Linked DNA regions of Xenopus tropicalis: region 1 is linked to region 2. A link is a contact called in public Hi-C data. All regions are on one chromosome and are shown on one strand. The core of a region is the stretch at or near the end of the contact, and the rest is flanking DNA. Distances in the headings are between cores, read along the strand shown. Region 1 holds the start of nenf (neudesin neurotrophic factor). Region 2 holds the start of nsl1 (kinetochore-associated protein NSL1 homolog).

The links. Hi-C and Micro-C count contacts between places; a contact is called where the count stands out from the background.
Region 1: a Hi-C map of neurula embryo shows a contact between it and region 2, with 3 times the contacts expected there. The contact joins the promoter of nenf here to the promoter of nsl1 in region 2. A contact is called at or near these places in 3 of 5 Hi-C or Micro-C datasets (brain, liver and neurula embryo).

The regions. Positions count from the first base shown.
Region 1 is chr5:14,589,745-14,594,299 of UCB_Xtro_10.0, forward strand. nenf (neudesin neurotrophic factor) reads right to left here and starts at 2,680. Exons shown (of 4, transcript NM_001030454.1): 1 at 2,522-2,680; 2 at 2,038-2,098; 3 at 1,348-1,451. The coding sequence starts at 2,674.
Region 2 is chr5:14,378,699-14,382,717 of UCB_Xtro_10.0, forward strand. It overlaps nsl1 (kinetochore-associated protein NSL1 homolog), which reads left to right and starts at 1,981. Exons shown (of 6, transcript XM_002934685.5): 1 at 1,981-4,019. The coding sequence starts at 2,173. It overlaps tatdn3 (putative deoxyribonuclease tatdn3-B), which reads right to left and starts at 1,714. Exons shown (of 10, transcript XM_012963946.3): 1 at 1,556-1,714. The coding sequence starts at 1,618.

The DNA.
Region 1 (4,555 bases), core at 1,430-3,929, 210 kb after region 2:
AGGTCATGGAGTGGCCTAGTCAGTCTCCGGACCTTAATCCAATAGAAAACCTATGGAGGGAGCTCAAGCTCAGAGTTGCACAGAGACAGAAACCTTAGGGATTTAGAGATGATCTGCAAAGAGGAGTGGGACCAACATTCCTCCTAAAATGTGCGCAAACTTGGTCATCAATTACAAGAAACGTTTGACCTCTGTGCTTGCAAACAAGGGTTTTTCCACTAAGTATTAAGTCTTTTTTTGTTAGAGGGTTCAAAAACTTATTTCACTCAATGAAATGCAAATCAGTTGCTATCTTTTATTTAAAGTTATTTTTTCGATTTTCCTTTTGATGTGCTATCTGCCACTGTTAAAATAAACCTACCATTGAAATGATACTGTTCTGAGACTTTTCATTTCTTTGTCATTGGACAAACTTACAAAATCAGTGAGGGGTCAAATAATTATTTCCTCCACTGTATGTATAACTTTATTTATAAAGCGCCACAAGGGTACGCAGCGCTGTACAATCTTACAATATACACAATTACACAAAGGGAGGACAAGTGATATAATAAATAAATACAAAATATATGTGCCATGTGGTATGAGACACAGTAGGAAGGAGGTCCCTGCCCCATAGAGCTTACACCATAGACACCAGCTGGAGGAGGACAGCTTCTAAGAACATTATACAAACTTTCCCAGTCCCAGTTTTGGACACCTTTGCAGACCAATAAGCTCTCGCTCAGTCAAAGCAGCCAGCAGTGGGGTAACTGTTGGGGCAGGCCCTCTGCAAAATGTTTTCTTGGGATCCCAACCCCCCTAGCTGAAATCACAAAATCATGGGTGACCAACATGTGAACATGCACCATGGGTCACCCACAGCCCCGCCCTTAGAGGAAGCAGACCAGGGCCCCCCATGGGGTCTGCTTCCTCTCTAGTTATACTGGCAGCCAGTGTCAACCCCTGTTCAGCCAGTTGCACCCAAATGCCCATAACCATCACTATGCCACCCGTACCTGGAGGGAGCTCCCATGTCTGGGGGCCATGTTTTGACTCACCCATCATACACTTGAAAGTGACATAACACGCACTAATGCTTAGGGACGCAACATTGCTGCTCACACCAGGCCACCATGAGCATTTTTAGGCAAAACAGTATTTTTTTTCCCAACTGGATTTCAAGCTATATTAGCCCAGTTTTACTAGTAATAGTTTAAGTAAAAAATAATACGAATGATATGATAAACTATTAGGAAACACCTTTCCATGGTTATTAGGGAGTTATTACAGCCATAAATGGAGATGCTGTTTCACTGCTTTCCCTGTGTGGATTCATACTACAAAAGCAAATGGCCATGTTCTTACTGTATCATAAGTAAGGTCCGCTGGATCCAGTGACATCTTGGCGACTGCCCGCGTTGAGTCCTTTCCTGCAAGGGCATTGTATGAGGCTCCTTTTCCATAAAACTCTGGTAAAATTGCAATTAAAAAAAAAAAAAAAAAAAATCATGATCTCTTACATCATACAAAGCCACGAGATCTTGCAATGAGGGAACTGCCACAGCACATAAAAGTGGTGGGTTTAGTAGCAATTGCCTTTTGGGCAAAATACAGCGTATTATAGGGGTTACGTAATAAATGATATTAAGTGTACCCAGTACCACTAACCCATAGCAACTAATCAGCAGGTCAGGTGTTATTCAGCCTATGATTAAGTGCTCAGATTGGCACAAAACGCGTAAGGCTTAGCATTTATGTGTATGCTTCAATAAAATACTTTTGATCTTACTTTAATATTTGAGCTTCTATTCTACCTGATTGGATTTCCGGAGTGCCTGCCTATCTCATCTATGTGTTTACTGGTCACCTGTCTACAAGCAAACACCTTATTGGTTAGATTATCATCCTGTTCCAGCTGTCACTGAGCTGCTGCCAGGGGGGCAGTTGTTGGTGGGATACTGTAGGTCTGATTATAAACAACGGGGCCTCAGACGCTATTTCAAGCAAAGATAATCCTGCCGCTATCCTCGCTGCTGTATTATACGGAATCATTACCTTTCCCAGCAGACACGTCGAATACAGTTCCTTTTACTGCCATATAGATTGGCTGCTCATCCTTGAAAGGAAAGAGAAAGAAGGCAGTTAGCCGTGCCCATTAGTGACACTAATCCAACAGAACCCGGGCCTTTGTCTATTCCTGCTCCCAGCATCCCTGTCCCTCAACCCCTGGCCCCTTATTGGCCTGAGCTCCTTCCAGCATATTAACTGCAAATGCTCAGTTTTAACCCTTAATGGTGAACCAGCCCCAGACCCTCTTTATTGAAGTTTACATTAAAAAGAGAAGCATCTCCACTTTCCCTATGAGCCATTTGGCCAAGAAACACATTGTGAGATCCACTTGTGGAATCCTTGGTGGCCCGGATGCCCCCTTGCTCGGGAAAGAGAGAGCCAATCCTCCCAACCCAGGAGATCATGTGATCCAGTTTCCCATGCTGTAACCAATGAGAGCAGCCCAAGCAGGATGGCACTGGGTACTTGCCTTCTCCCCATTGTAGGTGGCTAAATCATCCTCAGTGAAGAGTCTGACAGGCTTCTGGCGCGGCCCGGGCTGCTGGGGCTCCTGGGAGGCACCGCTCAGTAGCACAAGGCACAGTATCACCGCGCACCGGTGCCAAACACTAACCTCCGGCATATTGGGAGCAACTTCCGGGATGCGAACTGAGGCAAAGTTTTGCTTGAGTTAAGCCCCGCCCAACAAGCCCGGCATGCACCGCTCTCAATTGTGTGTTCTGGGCGGCAGGCGAGAGTTTGCCTTATTACTGAGGCAGGAATAAGTGAATACTGTACATACAAGCCTAATAATCAGTCACAGTTGTCTGGTATTAACCTATTCTTCCTGTAATGTTACATTTTGTGCTTAAACTACTAAATACACGATCCAGAGGAAAATCTAAATTTTGTGGAAATCCTTTTTTAAATAGAAAACCTTTTAAAGGAGAATTGGTACAATTTGTGAGGCAGACCCCAATTTTTCTTTCCAGATGTGCGTCCTAGTGATCTGTCCCCTGAGATGGCCAAACAGCACCCATTTATATTCAAACCACATGTTTCCCCCACAGCCCAGCCCTGTACAGGTAGAAATAGGGGCGTCTCACAATAAAATGTCTAATGCAGGGGTGCCCAGACATTTTCCCCCGGGGATCTACCTTTGACTCCTCCCTGCATATATCCGCGATGCAGCATACGTACGCATACCCAATAAATGCGCCGCACTTACATATTCCGGGGCTTACGTGGTCCATCAGAAATCCATGGGGGATCGACTGATGGACTGCGATCAACGTCTTGCCCCCCCTGGTCTAAGGCTAATGCTACACATAGTGTGGCATTAGCCGAGAATATGCTCCATACGCTCAAAAATGCCCCTACCTGTGCCTGCACCTGAATGAATGGGATGCGCTTGGGTGCCGGCACATGTAGCCGATATCCGCTGAAAATTCTTGTGTTTTTATGCAGATTTTGGCTACATGTGCCTGCACCGAGCGCATTCCATTCATTTGGGTGCAGGTACAAGGTAGGCTGAATTGACAGTAGCGGGCAATAGAGATGTAGCGAACTGTTCGCCGGCGAACTAATTCGCGCGAGCATCGGGTGTTCGCGAACGCGCAAGTTCACGAACTTTCCGTGTATGTTCGCAATTTGGGTTCGCCGCATTTTTTTCCGCTGCGTTTTTTCTCTGCGTTTTTTCTCAGCCTAAAAAACGCCGCACAACCACACATGGCGTTTTTCAGCCTAATACTGGTGTAAGCAAATCCCGTTTCCATGGTGCCAATAGCGCGAAATAGCAAAAAACGCCGCGTATTTCCGCTAGGTCTGCCCGTTTTTACGCAACGCTTTTTCAACAAAGTATTTTTTAGAGAAATTTTTGCCCTTGATCCCCCTCCTGCATGCCCCTGTCCAGGTCGTGGCACCCTTTAAACAACTTTAAAATCAGTTTTCTGGCCAGAAATGGCTTTTCTAGGTTTTAAAGTTTGCCTTCCCATTGAAGTCTAAGGGGTTCACAAAGCTCGCGAATATTTGCGCTTTTTGGCGTAAGTTCGCGAACGTGTTCGCAAACTTTTTTTTTTAGGTTCAGCTACATCCCTAGCGGGCAAGCTGAAAAACGCTTGCCAAGAATACGCCCGTGTGGCATTAACCTAAGAGTCGACAGGTGTGTAAATAATCTCTAACCTCCTACCTGAGGTCAATTTTGAATTGTTATCATGTGACGGGCAATTAATCTCCCCGCAATGCCATCCCACCGGCTAGAATGTAAATCGCCGGTGGGATGGCATACGTGGCGCCGTGATTTGCCGAGGTTGCCTTGAGAGGAAACTTTGGGTGACTTCTGCAAATGGTGGAGCCACGTATGCTATCCCACTGGCGATTTACATTCTATCCGGTGGGAATGGCAATGCGGGGAGATTAGTCCCCCGCGACAAGGAAGATTTGTCACGTGGCGACTAATCTCCCCGTGTGTCACAGCCCTTAGGGTCTCTGTGTCCTTGAAATGCCAGGGTCTATTTTGGGTCCC
Region 2 (4,019 bases), core at 731-3,230:
GCAAGCCCCGTATACCCTTAATGGGACTGCACTAGGTAAATCCATAATGGAGAAGGACCTTGGAGTCCTTGTAGATAATAAACTTGGCTGTAGCAAGCAATGCCAGGCAGCAGCTGCAAGGGCAAACAAGGTTTTGAGCTGTATTAAAAGGGGTATAGATTCACGGGAGGAGGGGGTTATTCTTCCCCTTTACAGAGTGCTGGTAAGGCCCCATCTAGAATATGCTGTTCAGTTTTGGTCTCCAGTGCTCAAACGGGACATTACTGAGTTAGAGAGGGTCCAGAGAAGGGCAACTAAGCTGGTAAAGGGTATGGAAAGTCTCAGTTATGAAGAAAGACTGGCCAAGTTGGGTCTGTTTACACTGGAGAAGAGGCGCTTAAGAGGTGACATGATAACTATGTATAAATATATAAGGGGATCATATAATAACCTTTCTAATGTTTTATTTACCAGTAGGTCCTTCCAACGGACACGAGGGCACCCACTCCGTTTAGAAGAAGGGAGGTTCCATTTAAATATTCGGAAAGGATTTTTTACAGTGAGAGCTGTGAAGTTGTGGAATTCCCTCCCCGAATCAGTTGTACTGGCTGATACATTATATAGCTTTAAGAAGGGACTGGATGGATTCTTAGCAAGCGAGGGAATACAGGGTTATGGGGGATAGCTCTTAGTACAAGTTGATCCAGGGACTGGTCCGATTGCCATCTTGGAGTCAGGAAGGAATTTTTTCCCCTCTGCGGCAAATTAGAGAGGCTTCAGATGGGGTTTTTTGCCTTCCTCTGGATCAACTTGTAGTTAGGCAGGTTATATATAGGCATTATGGTTGAACGTGATGGACGTATGTCTTTATTCAACCCAACTTACTATGTTACTATGTATGTTACTATGTTACTATGACATGGAAAGGCGTGTTTCCTGGGTTGTGAATAGGGCGGGGCTTAGGCTGATTGTGGGCAGAGTTTGGGCATAATTGGGGAGTGGCCAGGGTGGCTCAGGGGTGTGGCTGTGCATGCAAGGGGCTTTTTTAACCACCCAGGGGGGCCATTAGTAGTTAAGGGCTCCATGGTTACTGATGGTGGCCCCTGCAGCTAGTTCAAAGGGTTCTGCACCATTCTGCCACATAGAGGATGAAAGTCTACGCATGGGGTCTCTTATGTGGTCCATTGGACCATGCACAAAGAATACATTGGGAATGGAACCAGACAAGAATGGGCCCCTGCCAATGTAGGAAGGAAGAAGGGGCATTACAGGAATGTTACTGTAGTTCAGCAACACCTGCAGGCTGTAGAATGGCATACAGACGTATACTGGGGGTCTAGCCCTATATCCCTCCCCCCTTCTCTATAATGTGGGCTCTATCCCAGTAAACAGTACACACAATAACATACCAGGGCTCCAGGAAAGATAAGACTTGGTCACAGGGTGTGGGAAATACATAACCCTCTTTATAATATGACAGGCAATGTAAGACTTGCATGGGCTACTGGGGAGGTAGAGCTGCCATAGTGATTCCCTGCCCCCAACCAAAATGGGAAATAATGGAGGATATGCTTACATGATCAAAGTCTGAGGCAGAGAGGTGACAGTGACAGTCCACCAGAACTGCAGACCGAGCCATGGGAAAACACAGCTCCACACTTCCACCCGCGCCTGCGCAGTAGCCACTCCACCCACCGGGAGTAGGGTGTAGCAAGATGGCGGAAAGGAGATTCTGTTGAGGGCCACACTTCCACCCGCGCCTGCGCAGTAGCCACTCCACCCACCGGGAGTAGGGTGTAGCAAGATGGCGGAAAGGATATTCTGTTGAGGGCCACACTTCCACCCGCGCCTGCGCAGTAGCCACTCCACCCACCGGGAGTAGGGTGTAGCAAGATGGCGGAAAGGAGATTCCGTTGAGGGCCACACTTCCACCCGCGCCTGCGCAGTAGCCACTCCACCCACCGGGAGTAGGGTGTAGCAAGATGGCGGAAAGGAGATTCTGTTGAGGGCCACACTTCCACCCGCGCCTGCGCAGTAGCCACTCCACCCACCGGGAGTAGGGTGTAGCAAGATGGCGGAAAGGATATTCTGTTGGGGTCCGTAAGTAATTGTCTCCCCGGTCTTATGCAGGAGTCTGCCCTGTAATAAGGAGTGTTTCACTACAGAGTCGGATTAATGCATCCATAAGCTCTAATGAATGGACCCACTGTATACGGAACTAACATTCACGATGCGCGGTTTCCCCGCCGAGCCGAGTTTGTGCTGGACACTTCCTGTTTGAAGGATTTTTTTTATTTTTTCAATCCAAAAATGGCGGCAATTTCTGGTGGCGGCTCGCTAAGGCGTAGCGGCCGTCTGAAGGTGGTTTCTCCCGGTACCGACGGCGGCAGTGCGTACGGGGTCTCGGCGCCGCCTGAATCCGCAGGCCGGACCGTGTCTGGGAATATACGGGGGGCGCAGTCACAGGGGAAGACCCGGGAAACGAGATATGCGAGAAGGAACCGAGCCCGGGGAGGCGCCAGTGTTTGTGAATATGGGAGAGATGGGCGCGTCAGTGAAGGGAAAGACTCGGGTATCGAACGGCCGGAGCCGCCCACCAAGAGCAAGGCCCCCAGCCCTACAAAGCCTGAGACCCCCACCAAGAACAAAGCCCCCAGCCCTACAAAGCCTGAGACCCCCACTAATAGCAAAGCCCCCAGCCCTAAAAAGCCCGAGACCCCCACTAAGAGCAAGGCCTTTAGCCCTAAAAAGCCTGAGACCCCCACTAAGAGCAAAGCCCCCAGCCCTAAAAAGCCTGAGACCCCCACCAAGAGCAAAGCCCCCAGCTCTAAAAAGCCTGAGACCCCCACCAAGAGCAAAGCCCCCAGCCCTAAAAAGCCTGAGACCCCCACTAAGAGCAAAGCCCCCAGCCCTAAAAAGCCTGAGACCCCCACTAATAGCAAAGCCCCCAGCCCTGCAAAGCCTGAGACCCCCACTAAGAGCAAAGCCCCCAGCCTTAAAAATCCCGAGACCCCCACTAAGAGCAAAGCCCCCAGCCTTAAAAATCCCGAGACCCCCACTAAGAGCAAAGCCCCCAGCCCTAAAAAGCCCGAGACCCCCACTAAGAGCAAAGTCCTCAAAAAGATTGGCACCCCCACTAAGAGCAAAGCCCCCAGCCCTAAAAAGATTGGCACCCCCACTAAGAGCAAAGCCCCCAGCCCTAAAAAGATTGGCACCCCCACTAAGAGCAAAGCCCCCAGCCCTAAAAAGATTGGCACCCCCACTAACCCCAGAATGACTGTGACTCCAACTAAAGACAAAGCCCCCAGCCCTATAAAGGCTGAGATTCCCAATAGGCACGAAGGGACGAGCCCTGTAAAGGTTGGGGATTCCAGAAGCGGCAAAGCCCATAGCCCTATAATAGACAAAGTGTTGAGCCCAACAAGGGCTGGATCCCCCATTAGTGCACCTAGCCGGATAAAGTCTTCCAGTGATGAGAGTCCTGCAAAAGCTCAAGTCAGAGCATCAAGCACTGGGAATGGAACAGTACTGAGCCCTGTAAAGTCAGGATTGATCAGTAAAAGGAAAGCTGCAAGTCCTACAGTGTATGGATCTCCAAGTAAAAGGAAAGCACACAGTCCTGCAGGGGCAGGGTCTATAGATCCAAGCAAAGTAGCAAACTCTGCAGAGGCAGAACTTGTTTCTGGGACCAAAAGGCAAAACCCTGTTGAGACTGGGACTGTTACTAAGAGTAAAGCACAATACAGCGCAGAGGTTCATAAAAATACAGAACACCAAGATCCTTCCACTAAGTGTGGGACCCGCAGCCCTGGGAAGCAGAGACTGTCCAATAATGTACAAGGTTTACTTGGCAATGAGCAGCCTGTTGGTCAATTATCCCAAGTCCCTAACGAGAGGATTATCCATGGCTGCAGTGAATCTAATCCATCCAGGCAGTGTGAATCCAGCCTGTCAGCCAGTAGCAGAGCCCAAGGCTCAAGTGAAGCGGGTCCATCGAGTGAGAGCGGGACAGGTATACGTGGGACCCTGACTTCTAATAG